Linked DNA regions of Mus musculus: regions 2 and 3 are each linked to region 1. Evidence: chromatin contacts called from public promoter capture Hi-C data. All regions are on one chromosome and are shown on one strand. Each heading gives the region's core, a stretch centred on a gene start, on an enhancer-like site or on the middle of the called end of the contact. The rest is flanking DNA. Distances are from core to core; before and after follow the strand shown.

Evidence for each region. Promoter capture Hi-C pulls out the DNA fragments that hold promoters and counts their contacts.
Region 2: a contact with region 1 is called in a promoter capture Hi-C map of the HPC-7 cell line, with 2.3 times the contacts expected there. The contact joins the enhancer-like site here to the promoter of Tmcc2 in region 1. A contact is called at or near these places in 6 of 39 promoter capture datasets (the HPC-7 cell line, hippocampal neurons, liver and 2 more) and 1 of 9 other capture datasets (embryonic stem cells).
Region 3: a promoter capture Hi-C map of neural stem cells shows a contact between it and region 1. The contact joins the promoter of Nfasc here to the promoter of Tmcc2 in region 1. A contact is called at or near these places in 2 of 39 promoter capture datasets (embryonic stem cells and neural stem cells) and 1 of 115 datasets of contacts at active chromatin or transcription factors (embryonic forebrain).

The regions. Positions count from the first base shown.
Region 1 is chr1:132,388,961-132,393,028 of GRCm38.p6, reverse strand. Tmcc2 (transmembrane and coiled-coil domains 2) reads left to right here and starts at 1,643. Exons shown (of 5, transcript NM_178874.3): 1 at 1,643-2,052. The coding sequence starts at 1,846.
Region 2 is chr1:132,083,615-132,087,887 of GRCm38.p6, reverse strand. No RefSeq gene overlaps it. Among named protein-coding and RNA genes, the nearest start is that of 4833413N01Rik, 8.2 kb to the right of the region's middle. Within about 2 kb of position 2,452, at least 33 of the 459 cell types and tissues checked have an H3K27ac peak or open chromatin away from gene starts, as enhancers often do. A contact at or near this core is called in the HPC-7 cell line and pre-B cells, where this site is marked.
Region 3 is chr1:132,740,124-132,744,645 of GRCm38.p6, reverse strand. It overlaps Nfasc (neurofascin), which reads left to right and starts at 2,849. Exons shown (of 30, transcript NM_182716.4): 1 at 2,849-2,975.

The DNA.
Region 1 (4,068 bases), core at 394-2,893:
TGCATTCCCAAACTGTGCCTGATACCGTGTAGTGGATATGGGGTGGGGAGGTAGAGTGTTTTTGCATTCCCAGCCCATTCTAAATTCCCATCTTCTAAAAACAGAGCAGCTTAGTTTAGAAAGTGGCTCCCTGAATAGAGTAAATTCTTAACAACTTGGTCTCTTTTAGGATACACATCAAAATAAGGGACTGGAATGGGGGAAAGGCTTAACAGAGTTAGGAAACTCACAGACTAGTGGGACCGAAGTGAGGCAAGAAGGGTTTGGTGAGTGTGAAAGAGACTGGCAAACTGTAAAATCCTTCAGAGAAAGCTCTGTGACTCACAGGGGGAGGCGCAGCCTTTTACAGTAGCCCAGGCCTGTGTTTCTCAGATGTTACCTTGTGTGAGAATTACCCGACGGGCTTGTGAAACATGGATCTTTGGGTCCATGACTTCTGATTTAGTTGTATCCAGGAATTCGTATTTCTGTCTGGTTCCCTGGTGGTGGTGATGATGATGATGACTACGATGGTGATGATGCAGGGTCCAGTCTATGCCTTAAGAACTACTGGATGCTGAATAAGGGCAACCCATCCATGCCAAAGAAGGCATACAGTTTGCAGAACGAATAGGAATTAATAGAGTAGAATACTACTACTCTCCATTTTTTGGTAGCTCCATCTGCTCTCATCTTCCAAACTGCTTAGCAATAGTATGGGGCAAATGTAACATTCTTTTTCCAGTCTTCAGTACATATCATTAATACCTACCATTAATACCCATTCCTTTTAAAAAGCTGCTTCTGGTGAGCATGTATTTGGGCACTGAGTTTCTAAACATAAAGCCTGCGTTCTTATGAGATGTGTATTTAAAACAGAGAAAGAGGGGATGTAGCAGAACAGTCCCTCTCCTTTGCTTTTGTAGCTATGAAGGTAGGCATGGGTTTGCGACCCAAACCACCTATTCTAGAAGGGACTAGCTTGTCTCTAACTGAAGGGATGCATATAATATAAGGTGCAGAGTTAGGGGAGTGATGATAAACACTTAATGTGTCCCCCAACAAAGCGAATGGGCGGGGTGATCGTGAAGGCCTAGCCTGGGAGAGGTGGCTCCAAAGCCGGCACAGAGCTGAGCTCCAACACAGCCTCAGCCCTCCAGACCCTCCCGGGGGACGCGCGGTGCAACCAAGCCTACAGCGGTGTCCGCGCGCCGTTGCGCAGCCCTCCGGCCTTCCCATTGGCGGGCGGCGCCATCTGCGCTCGCCTCGCCCTGGCGCTGGCGGGCGGAGGCCCGGGCGGGGTAGGCCGCGCTCGCGGCGGGCTGTGGCCGCAGCCTTGCGCGGCTGCTGACGAGGAGCGGGGCGCGGGGCGGGAGGAGGCAGGCCCATGCGGGGCGGCGGCGGGCGGCGGGCGGCGGCGGGGCCGGGTGCCCAGGGCGGCCCTATGGGACCCGCCCGGCCGGCTCCCGCGTGCCCTGCCTGGCCCAGCAGTCCGGCCTGCGGGCGGGGATGCGCGGTGTGGTCCAGCTCCCCGCCGCCCTGCGGGGCCCTGAGGCAGAAAGTTTGGGGGTCGGGAGCGGCCCCCCTCCCGCGCCAGTGACTGCCTAAGGACCGCTGCAGCCCGGCTTCGCCCGCGACCTGCCTCCGCTCCCCAGGTCGGAATGAACTATCCTAAGGCTCCCCCTCTTCGCCCCTCCCTCATCCTCCTTTAAAAAGATAATTTCTTAAATTCAAGAACTCGTGATCTGCCTACTCCCCTCGTCCATAATTTAAACCCCAGGTCTTTTGAGTGCAAGAGGGGGGTGCGGTCTCTCCCCAAGATAGCACGCTAGAAGGACAGATTCCCCTTGCCGACCCACTTACACCATGAAGAGGTGCAAATCGGACGAGCTGCAGCAACAGCAGGGCGAGGAGGATGGGGCTGGGATGGAAGACGCTGCTTGCCTTCTGCCAGGCGCGGACCTCCGGCATGGGGAGGCCTCGAGTGCTAACTCCGCTGGCGGGCCAACTTCAGATGCTGGCGCTGCGGTGGCACCCAACCCGGGTCCCCGAAGCAAGCCTCCTGATTTAAAGGTGAGCGCAGACCGTCTCCAGGCAAGCCCAGCCCGCCACGTAGCTTCCCCCACCCCTCGCAGAAGTGTCTTAACCGAATAAAAGTGATGGGGAAGCTCGCAAAGGTCAGAGAGGATGAATGATGTTCGGCTAGGTTCGGAGGGGGAAGCTAGGCACCATTTGTTCCTGTCTATCAGCTCCATCTCAGTCCTCTGTGTTCTTCATTATTCAGCAAACGTTCTAATGACTCACTCATCTGAGATTGTTTGAAGAACGTGTGTGAAACCCTATTTTGCAGACAAAGGGCTGGCGAGATCTAAGATGCTAACTTAGAAAGTTCACAGTACTCTCCCTTCTGTAGGAAGGCTAGAGAAGAAGATTGTAGCTTGGGAAGCTAAATAGGTGACCGTTACCTTCCTATGCCAATTAGCCTCCTCCGAGTGCGGATTTTTTTTTTTTTTTTTTTTTTTGAGCATCTTCCTGAACGAAGCTCAGTTTGTCCATCTATGAAAGGGGGGTGTAGATGTCTTGCCGTTAGGTGGAGCCAGAGGTTAAGCTAGTGCTTGGAGATCCCTCTCTGCCTCCTGAACCAACCCCCAGGGTGGAGAACTGACAGGTGGCAGGGCAGAGCCTGGGCTGATTGGGGCCTCGGTTCAAGTTGCACACATGCTGAGCCGGCAGCTAGAACCAGAATTGGAAAGGACCGTTCACATGGAGCTGTTTATTTTCCAGCCCGAGGTCTTCCAGACTATTGGCGAGCTGTATTGAATACATCTCTGTATCAATTACAGCAGCAGCCAGGATAAATAATGCGCCTTTGCTGGAGTTACCATCGGGACTGCCAGCTCAGGCTCCTTAGGCCAGCTCACAACTGGGCTGAGAGAGATGTCAGCTCCCGGAAGGAACTTAAATGCCTTGGGGATTGATGCCTTGGAAATTTTCTCCGGAAAGGGTGCAGGGTCTGGGATAGGGGAGCAGAAAGGCCTCCCGTTAGGTTAAAGCCTTGTCCAAATGGCTGTGGGCCCCGGAGGAGCTCACTAGAATAAGCTAATGACATTCCTTCTTTGGTCTGAGCAGCTCAAAGTCAGGAAGCCAGGTGAGTGCATGTGTGCTTTATGTGTGTGTGTGTGTGTGTGTGTGTGTGTGTTGTCCCTTGGGGAAGAGAGCCCACTCACTCCTTGTGGGACTTTTAAATTTTTGTGGAAGTTTTGCAAACCTGACCTCTTTCCACCCACCTTATGTGTAATGATGGACTAGTTGAACACCTAGGCTTTCTTCACAAAGCTTGTGATTCCCTCAGGCTCCAAGAAGTGTCACTCCCTCCCCCAAGTGACATGTTTTTTGTTTTAACTGAGATGGTAAGTCCCTTTAATGCTGCCGAGAGGAACAGGGGGTGACCTTTCGACCTCCCTCTGCTGGCTGTGCTAAGGGGGCTGTAGTTTCTGTGTCTATAAAGCTGCCCAAGGCTCCTTGTCTGTACCCTCCTGTGTCATCTTTTTTGATGACATTCATTTTGAACAGGGGCAGATAGAGCGATAGCACTGCACTTGACTACAATATGTTAACCGCTGAGCCGTCCTGAGGAGGAATTGAGAATTGAGGACCCTTACACACACACACACACACACACACACACACACACACACACTTCTATATAGCCCAGGCAGTGTGGATCCAAGCTTATGCAAGCACGGGGAGACTCACAGAGCACTTGCCTGTTTATCTCTGTCTGTCTCATCACAACATGTTTACTGCAGGACAGAGACCTCTCTACCAGATGTGACTCAGGGCTACCAAAATGTGACATGTCACTTAACTTTTCTGAAGAAAGGAACAAGGGATATTGGAGTGTGGCTAAACTTGTTTTCCAGTGCTGGACAAGTTTCCCATGGCTGACAGTTTAGTGGAAAAATTTCATCATTGTCTCTGGAACTGGGTGGGGGCTGACTTGTTCTGAATTTGACAATGATACCAAGAGGAAATGCGTTTGCTTTTTAATCTGGAATGCCTTTCCCGTGCCTGTGTTTAGTTGATGCT
Region 2 (4,273 bases), core at 1,203-3,702, 310 kb after region 1:
AAGAAGGGAGAGGGGGAAGAAGGGAGGGAAGAAGGGAGAGAGGGAAGAAGGGAGGGAGGGAGGGAGGGAGGGAGGGAGGGAGGGAGGGAGTGAGGAAGGAAGGAAGGAAGGAAGGAAGGAAGGAAGGAAGGAAGGAAGGAAGAAAGGAAGGAAGGAAGGGTCAAGTGTGGTGTTATATGCCTATAACCAACAGATCATGAGTTCAAAATCATCCTTGGCTAGTGAGTTAGAGGCCAACCTAGGCTACATGAGGCCCTATTTCCAAAAGTTTAAAAAAAATAAGCTGAGCAAGATAAACTGATCCCATTTATGTGAAATTCTCAGAACAGGGAGTGGGAAATGGCTCAGTCAATAAAATGATTTCATCTCAAGCATGAGGCCCTGAGTTCAAATCCCCAGTACCCATGTAGAAAGCCAGATGCTGTAATGCTTACCTGTAATGTCAGCACAGGGACTTATTTGTCAGCCAAGCCTTGCAAATATAATAAAATTCATACTAGATACTTTAAAAGGTGAAGTTTGTGACATGTGAATTATAAAGTCAAAACAAACAAACAAACAAACAAACCTACCACTACAATGGAGGGTGGAGAAGGACAGAAAATAAAGAGGACTAAATTGATAGACAACACATAAATCCTAAACTTCTCTGCTAGTAATAAAGTAACCACGCACAGTTCCTACAAGCTTGGAAAATAGCTTGAGTTAAATAACACACTAACTGGTTGCTCAGAGAATCACAGACTTCTCTGCTCCCAATGCCCAATAGATATCTTTCCATGCACTTTCTTTTATTTTCTTTTTTTTTAGAATTAATGAATTTTTTTATTACGTATTTTCCTCAATTACATTTCCAATGCTATCCCAAAAGTCCCCCCCCCTCCCCTCCCCACCCATTCCCATTTTTTGGCCCTGGCGTGCCCCTGTACTGGGGCATATAAAGTTTGCCTGACCAATGGGCCTCTCTTTCCATTGAAACGACGCATTACAGTAGCATCCTTAGAACTTCAGGCCTCACACAGCTCTGTCCTGGGGACACTCGAGTTAGACATAAATCCCAAGAAGTATAATTCACTGAACACATTTAATAAGGGACTTGCCTCAATGATGTGAGATCCACAAGCAGGTCTCATGACAGGGTCAGAGGCTTAGGTCTATAACCCTAGCAGTGTCTTCTACCAGGGATTCTAGCCTGTGGGTTTCCACCCCTTTGGTGGGTTCTATATCAGATACCCTGCATATCAGATATTTACATTATGATTCATAACAGTAGCAAGATTACAGTTGTGAAGTAGCAATGAAATAATCTTATGGTTGGGGGTCACCACAACATGAGGAACTGTATTAAAGGGTTGCAGCCTTGGAAAGCTGAGAGGCACAGGACCTCAGCCCTTGCGAAGGAGCCTCACAAAGTCTCAAAAGTAACTCCCAAGGAGCCTCCACTGACCGTCACAGTAGAAAGGAAAAGGGTGACTTAGGGCCACTTACTCAGTCTTGAACACTCTCAGGGAAAATGCTGGTGTCATACACAGAAGAGGAGCCATAGTGTCTCTGAGAGAGCTCTAAAGGCCACGCCAGCTGTCAAAGGATCTATTCAGAAAGGAAGGAACAACTGACAAGTTCCCGCAGCTTTCTGCCACAGCTGTGACTTAACCTGCAGCCAGGAGAAGCCTTGATCCAGCATTCCCGGCTCCTCCAGAATGGCTCCCCACAGAACGTGCTATCACGTTGCCATGAGGCTGCTATGTTGAACATTCAATAACACAGATCTGTGAGCAGAGATTTGGCTTCTTATGGAGGTCTACCCATAGGATATAAATGTCAATGTAAGTGTTCTAGACCCCAAACATTGTTATTTTTAAACTGAAGACCATCTGGCATCTTCTCAAACCTTATACATTGTTTTTCCTTAAAGCCAGTCAGCATTGTGAAGATCTCTAGGTGTCCCAAGTCAAGGCCAGATGCCAGGTCCTGGGCGCCATAATAATAAGGCTCCAGCACAATGCCTATACAGTTCAATAGCCAGACAGTCACACAAAGAAAGACAGCGTCATCCAGTTTCCTGTCAAACTGGATATGTGCCTATCCTCCGCAGTATAGTTTATAATACCTCTCCTTATTCTAGGATTAAATGTCTGGCCTCTTTTAAAGTTGTTGTTTTTATATAAATACCAGTGAAGCAATAAAACAAGGAGCCCACAGGCTCTTACAAATACAAGCTAACTCCAAGATAAGAGCAAACTGCCCCACCCGAGGGCACTAGAGCCCCAGAGACAATCAACTTCCTCTATCCCTGGGCTAACTTCACTAACTGTACGGTGGCATTAAAAGCCATAACTGAGGTCCCTGAAGGAAATGAGAATTAAACAAGGCACTGAGTCACTGGCTGGCCTACAGCTCATTAAATCCCTTGGCCCATGTCTAATTTCATTGACAAAACAGAGAAGGTCTGTCTGCTCCTTTTAACTTCCACCTGTTACGACTGGCTGAACACCTCAGGCAGGCAAAGGTTAAAACTGAGGAGAAACACAATGTGCACATAACCACAATGAATCCCACGGAAGCTCTGTGCCAAACAGTGCCCAATTGCTCCTTGTGTCTGCTACTCTGAGAACCATTAGTTCCTGTTCACTAAATAATTTTGCTTCCTGTAAGTTTGGTTGATTTGTGTGTGCATGGTGTATGTGTTTGCATGTGTTAGTGTGTGTGTGTGTGTGTGTGTGTGTGTGTGTGTGTGTGTGTGTGTGTGTGTGTGTGTAGAGGTAGATAGAGGACAGAGGTGCTTTCCTTTTGCCTTTTAAGACAAGGCTAGGGAAACTGAGGCAAGAACTGAAGTAGAGACCATGAAGGAGTGCTGTTTACTGGCTTGCTTCCTTTGGCTTGCTCAGCTTGCCTAGACAGTACAGCCCCACCTGTCTAGGTATGGCACACCCACAGTGCGCTGGGTCCTCATACAGCCATTCATTAGTAATGAAGAAAGTGTCCTCCAGACATGCCCTCAGGCCAATCTGATGGAAGCAATTTCTCACTTTCCAGATGTGTAGGGTTGACAACCAACATTAACCATCACGGGGACCTCTGAGCCCTTAATTCATATTCTCTGATAGGAAGATATGTCCCTCACCTCTCCTGGCCACAATATATGAAACTTCTTCTCTTATCTCAAGGACTAAAGCCTTCCAGAAACAGTATGACGTCATTAGGCATTGGACACTGGGCTGTGTCTTACACAAGAAAACCTTAAAATATAAAGACAGAAATGTCTTAAGATGTCATTCTCATTATTACTAGAAAATGCACAGGACTCCAGACCATCCCAGCAACCCGACACTGGGTCCTGTCTCTTCTGCTGATATGGAGCAGATAGAGGCCTCTCTGACAGACCTGTACTCAAGCCTCTCACACACTCAGAAAAGAAAGAAAAGTGTGATAGGGTCACACTCTGTAGCCTAGGCTAGCCTAGAACTCACTAGGCCTAAAACTTGCAGTGATCCTCCTGCCTCAGCCTGCTGAGCATTGAACCCCCATGTCAAGCCTCCATTTTCATTCCTACTATTACCAGGTTAGAAGGTTCCCTGCCTCCCTGTATCACCAGGGACTTTCAAAACTCCAACACTGGGTCTCACCAAGAGATTGTAGCTAAGTTCTGAGACTCCCAGGCCATAGACAAATGGAGCTCACTCATTAAATCCTCAATAGTGAATGTGGGGCCCATCCTTACTCTGATATGGACAAGGCAGCTGGTCATCACATGGAAGGGCAGTGAGGGAATGGAGGGAACATAGGCAGGCACCAAGGCAGCACTGTGCTGAGGTAGGGGGTCTCAGCTCTTCTGTATCCAAAAATTGGAATTAGGACTATGGTGGTTTGAATATGCTTAGCCCAAGGAGTGGCATTATTAGGAAGTGTGGCCTTGTTGGAGTAGGGGTGGCCTTGTTGTAGGGATGAGCTTTGAGACACTCCTCCTAACTGCCTATAAGACAGTCTGTTCCTGGTTTCCCTTTGATGAAGAGTTAGAACTCTTGGCTCCTCCAGCACCATGTCTGCTCGCACACTGCCATGCTTCTTGCCATGCTGATAATGGACTGAACCTCTGAGAGCCAGCCCCAATTAAATGTTATCTTTTATAAGAGTTGCCTTAGTCACGGTGTTTCTTCACAGCAATGGAAACACTAAGACAGAAGTTGGTACCAGGTATTAACTAGGGTATTGGTGTGATAGGCCTAACCATGTTTTTGTTTGGAAGAATGTGGATTTGGGGACTTTGGATTTG
Region 3 (4,522 bases), core at 1,600-4,099, 350 kb before region 1:
ACAGCCCAAGGAACCCGGGAGATGCCAGTGCCTGTAAGGCAGGCAGGGCACTCTGGTGGCCCAAAGGGCAGTATTCAGAAACCAAGAGCGAACAAGGCAAGGGCCTTCAGGTCAACCCCCTGCCTCAACTTCCCCTGCTGCAAATCCCTAGAGCCATTTAGGCGTCTTCCCTCATTACTGAGTGGGTAAAACAATTCATCGCACAGTAAGTGATAAAAGACTTGATATATGAAAGGCTTCAGCAAAGGTTGGGTCCCTTCAGGTCCCTTATAACCCTGACCTAGTCTCCTAATCTGGACCAGGCCATTGTCACCTCCTCTTGTCCCTGTCCTTGTCCCAGTTTGCTTTTATTTTCCATTAGCAAGAGAAAACACACTGCATGCTATAACTGGGTGTTCTTTTGACAAGATCAGTGTTGTGGGATCCCCTCCCTCTGCATGTGTTATCAGTGTTAAACACCACTTGTAGATGCTGACACACTGAGTGTGGCTATGCTCAGTGTGTCAGCATCTACAAACCCTCCATAGCTCGTGCCCATGTTTCTGTAGGCCGGATTCTCTTTCTAAACATTTATTTATATTGTTTTAAATTATGTGTATGTATGTGTGTGAGTGTATGTATGTGTGTGTGTGTATGTGATGTGAGTGTGTGTGTGGTATGAGTATGTGTATGTGAGTATGTATATGTGTGTGTATGTGTACATGTTTGTGTGTGTGTGTGTTTCTGTGTGGTATGACTGTGTGCACGTGTGTGTTTGTGTGTGTATGAGTATATATGTGTGTGTTTGAGTGTGTTGTGTGTACATTTGTGTGTATATGTGTATTTTTGTGTGTGTTTGTGTGTATGTGAGTGCAATGTGTGTGTGTGTGTGTTTGTGTGTGTGTGTGTGTGTGTGTGTGCGCGCACTCACAAGTACCCACAGATGCCAGAGGTGTCAGATGCCTTGGGGTTGATTGTGAGACTCCCGACAGAGGTGCTGGGAGCTGAACTCTGGTCCTCTGCAAGAGCAGGAAGTACTTTTAACTTCTGAGCCATCTCTTCAATCACATTCTTAAGAATGGAACCGGTGGCAGGGACATTTAGAGTCTCAGTGATCCTGCCAAATCGCTCTCCCAAGTTAATTCTCCATCAATTACGGACAAATCCACCTGTGTCCCTATTCCTCCTTGGAAGACTGTGGAAGAGGATTGCTTGTTTAGCAAGAGAGAGACACTGTTTTGGTTTCCTTGGGTACTGCATTCACCTGGTGCACAGCACAGGCAGTTAAAATACCCGTACACATAAAATAAAATCAATGAATCTTTACAAAAACAATAAAAGTGTAAGCAATTGTTTACTTTTTCAGGTCTGATACAGTGAGGATGACATGTGGAGCTCAGCAGGTGCCTCTAGAGTGGACACAATAGTCACCACGCATCACCAGAAAATAGCTGCCTCTTGCTGCTCTAGGGATCCACACAACAGGATGCAGGGAGCTGGCCTCTTAGGATAGGAGAATTCTTTATTCCAGGGACCAGGCCACCACTGGATGCTTTTAGTAAAGGGGGGTGAGGGAACTCTGCCCTCCACACAGACCTGAGTGCTTTCAAGTGCCTTCCCCAAGTCTTCTAAGAGTCTGTCAGGTGTTTGGGACCTACCAGGGTCCAGGGACCCTATCCCTCTGGTTGGGTTGACTGGCTCCTTAGTGTCATCTGGTTCTGGTAGGGTGAAGTCTCATTCTCAGGACTAATACCAGGGTGATGCTGAAGTATTGGTTTTAAGTGACTTGCTGCTTTGTATATGTAGTAACCTTGAAAAAAATCGCCCAGGATTCTGACAATCTTGCTTCAAGGCTTTCAAAACTGGCCTCCCTCCCTGCCTCCTCTTTGCCTCCCATCTGCAGCTGTTGGGTTGGAAGCCCCTAGCTGAAGAGAGGCCATTTTGTCAGTGAGTGGATGAGCCTTTACTGAGCACAGGCTATGTGTGGGGCAGGGGGGTGATCTGCAGCGTCTCTTTTCCTGAGCCCACAGGCAGAGGTGGGTTGGGGGGGATGCTGAGACTGGCAGGTGGGTTCAGGTCTAAGTAGAGGTGATACCTGGGTGTGATCACAGAAGGAGTCTCAGAGTGAGTCTCAGAGTGGTGGTGCCTACGGGGCTGTAGTTTTAGGCAGGGAGCTGAATTAGAAGCTTCTAAGGGCTCATTCAAGGTGGGAGGGGGTACAGGTCTCCACCTGTGCACATTAGCTGAGGTCTACCAAGGGGGCGGGATCTCAGCTAAGACGCAGCCCACTTTGCATGCTCAGACCTGCTCAGTCACCGAGGCAGGGCTAACATTTGGATATGTGGTCTCCAAGTTCAAGGTTTTTCCACTCTAACTCAAGTCTGGGACAGTGCCCCGAGTCTCCCCCGGGCAGAACAATTCTTACAGTTTTAAAACAAGACCCACCTGTAATGTCCTCATGCTTTTTCTTTTGTTTGTTTGTTTGTTTGTTTTTTGCCCCTTGTCAGCTTCGGATGAACAACTCAGTGGAAGTTTTTGGAGGGAGCTATGCTCTCCAAAGCTGTGGACAAATTCCTGCCCCTAAGAACTCATAAAGGGGTTATTTGCAGGACAGACCGCAACAGTTCTGGCTCCAGGTCCTACGACAACACGGAGTGCCACTCTTCTGAAGGAGTATCCAAGATCAAGGGAGAAAACAGGGTTCCCAGACTCTGGTTCTGCAACTTGATCCTTAGCGCGTGGGGCGGACTGTGGCACCTGAGCATCCGTCGGAGCTGCTGGGTCCTGGTCCCAGCTTCTCGTACGCAGGGAGGGGTTCGGGGGCGCGCACGCAGGCCGCCGGGGACGCGCTGGCCGCCCGGGGGCGCGCACGGGCTAGTCTCTGCCCTAATGCGGCGGCTGGCAGCGAGAGGTGCTGCAGGGGACGCGAGGGAAGTGGCGGCGCCGGGAGCGGACATCTGGGACTGCGCCCGGGGCTGGAGCCCGAGCTCCTCGAGGTAAGGTGAGCGCGGGTACCCGGTAGGGTAACAGAACCCGGTCTCGGAAGCCCAACCAGCGGCACCCCCTTTGATTCCGCTCTCCTCAGTCCATCTGCATCCCCCGACCTGTCCCATCCCCCTCCATCCACATCCCTGTGCTTTTTTTTCTCTACACTGCCACCTGCCCGGAACCCACCAGATTCTGGCAGTGTCTCCCTCCAGCTTTCAGCCCTCTCCACCCTAATACCCTTTCGGACTCGGCTGGCAACATCCCATATTCCATCCCTCTCCCTCGCTCTCTCTCTCTTTCCTCGCTGTCTCAGCCTCACCATTGGAGACCAGCCAGCCCCTGTGTTTTCTCTCTGTACACCTCACTTTTCAGTTCCCCATTCCACTTATGTTTTCCTGCCTCACCCGTGGCCCCTCTGCTTGCCCTCCCTCCCGCGGCCCTGTGTAGTGCTGGCCTTCGGTTGCTCCCTTCCAGTTTATCCTCCCCGGTCCCCATCTTCACACCCAGTCCCAACCCCTTCACAGTGGCTTCCTTGTTTCCTCATCCTGCACACTCCCTCTGGAACATCTCCCCTACTCTCCTTGGTTCCTAGCCGGCCTACTACCCATCACCTTCTCTGCCTGCCCTTCGTGGTGATGTAGGTCCGGTGCTGACTGGGCTTGGACTCAGTCTACCCACCCTTGTATCGTCCTACTCTGCCACAGAGGCCTAGGGCTCAGTGGGCCAGGTGTTCACTGCTGTGAATTCAACCTCTCTAAAGCCCTTTGCTGCATGTTTGAGCCTGTTCATAGCTTTGGAAGAGAGATACTTGGGTTTGTAGGCCTCTGTGTGGTCCTCTCCTCTCCTGGAACTATTCAGGTTTGCTTCCTAGATGGGATCAGAAAGGGCTTGAGGCTGGGAGAAGAGGCAGGTCTAAGGGAATGGCCCTCAAGCTCCTGAGACTTGTCCTGAGTCCTGGGCTGCAAAAGCCTGGCAGAGAAACCTTGCTGGAGGGCCTAAGAGTTGGGGTCTTAGCAAAGACTTTTCCTCAGCTTCCAAGCCAGCATTCTGGCATCAGGAATGGTCCTGAGTGTGACCCACGACATGGCTGGGAGTGGTCAGAGTGCTGAATCACGGAGGCTGTGGTCCCACAACAGCCCACCTCACTCACTGAGCCAGGGTCTACTTTTCATTCCTCCCTTGGCTTACTGGCTGAGTTATGCATGCTGTGTGTATGTGTGTTGTGTATGAATGTGTATGTTGTGTATGAACATGTATGTGTGTTTTGTGTATGAGTGTGTGTGTGGTTCTGGACAAAGATGCCTCCTCTAGCTCCAGAGGAGAGGGTGACAATATTCCTCTTCTTGCCTGTCTCTTTCTCTGATAGGAGGGCCCTGATGTGCCTCCTCTAACCTTGGAACTGAGGTGAGCCCTGCTGGGCCCAGATCCAATCTTCAGTAAGGCAAGGGCAGGCCATAGCCTTTGAGACCAGGGTGCACAGGAGATGTGTGGTTTGAATAGGGCCAGAGACCAGCAGGTTCAGATCCCATAGAACTTAAGCCTAAGTAGAAGCTGC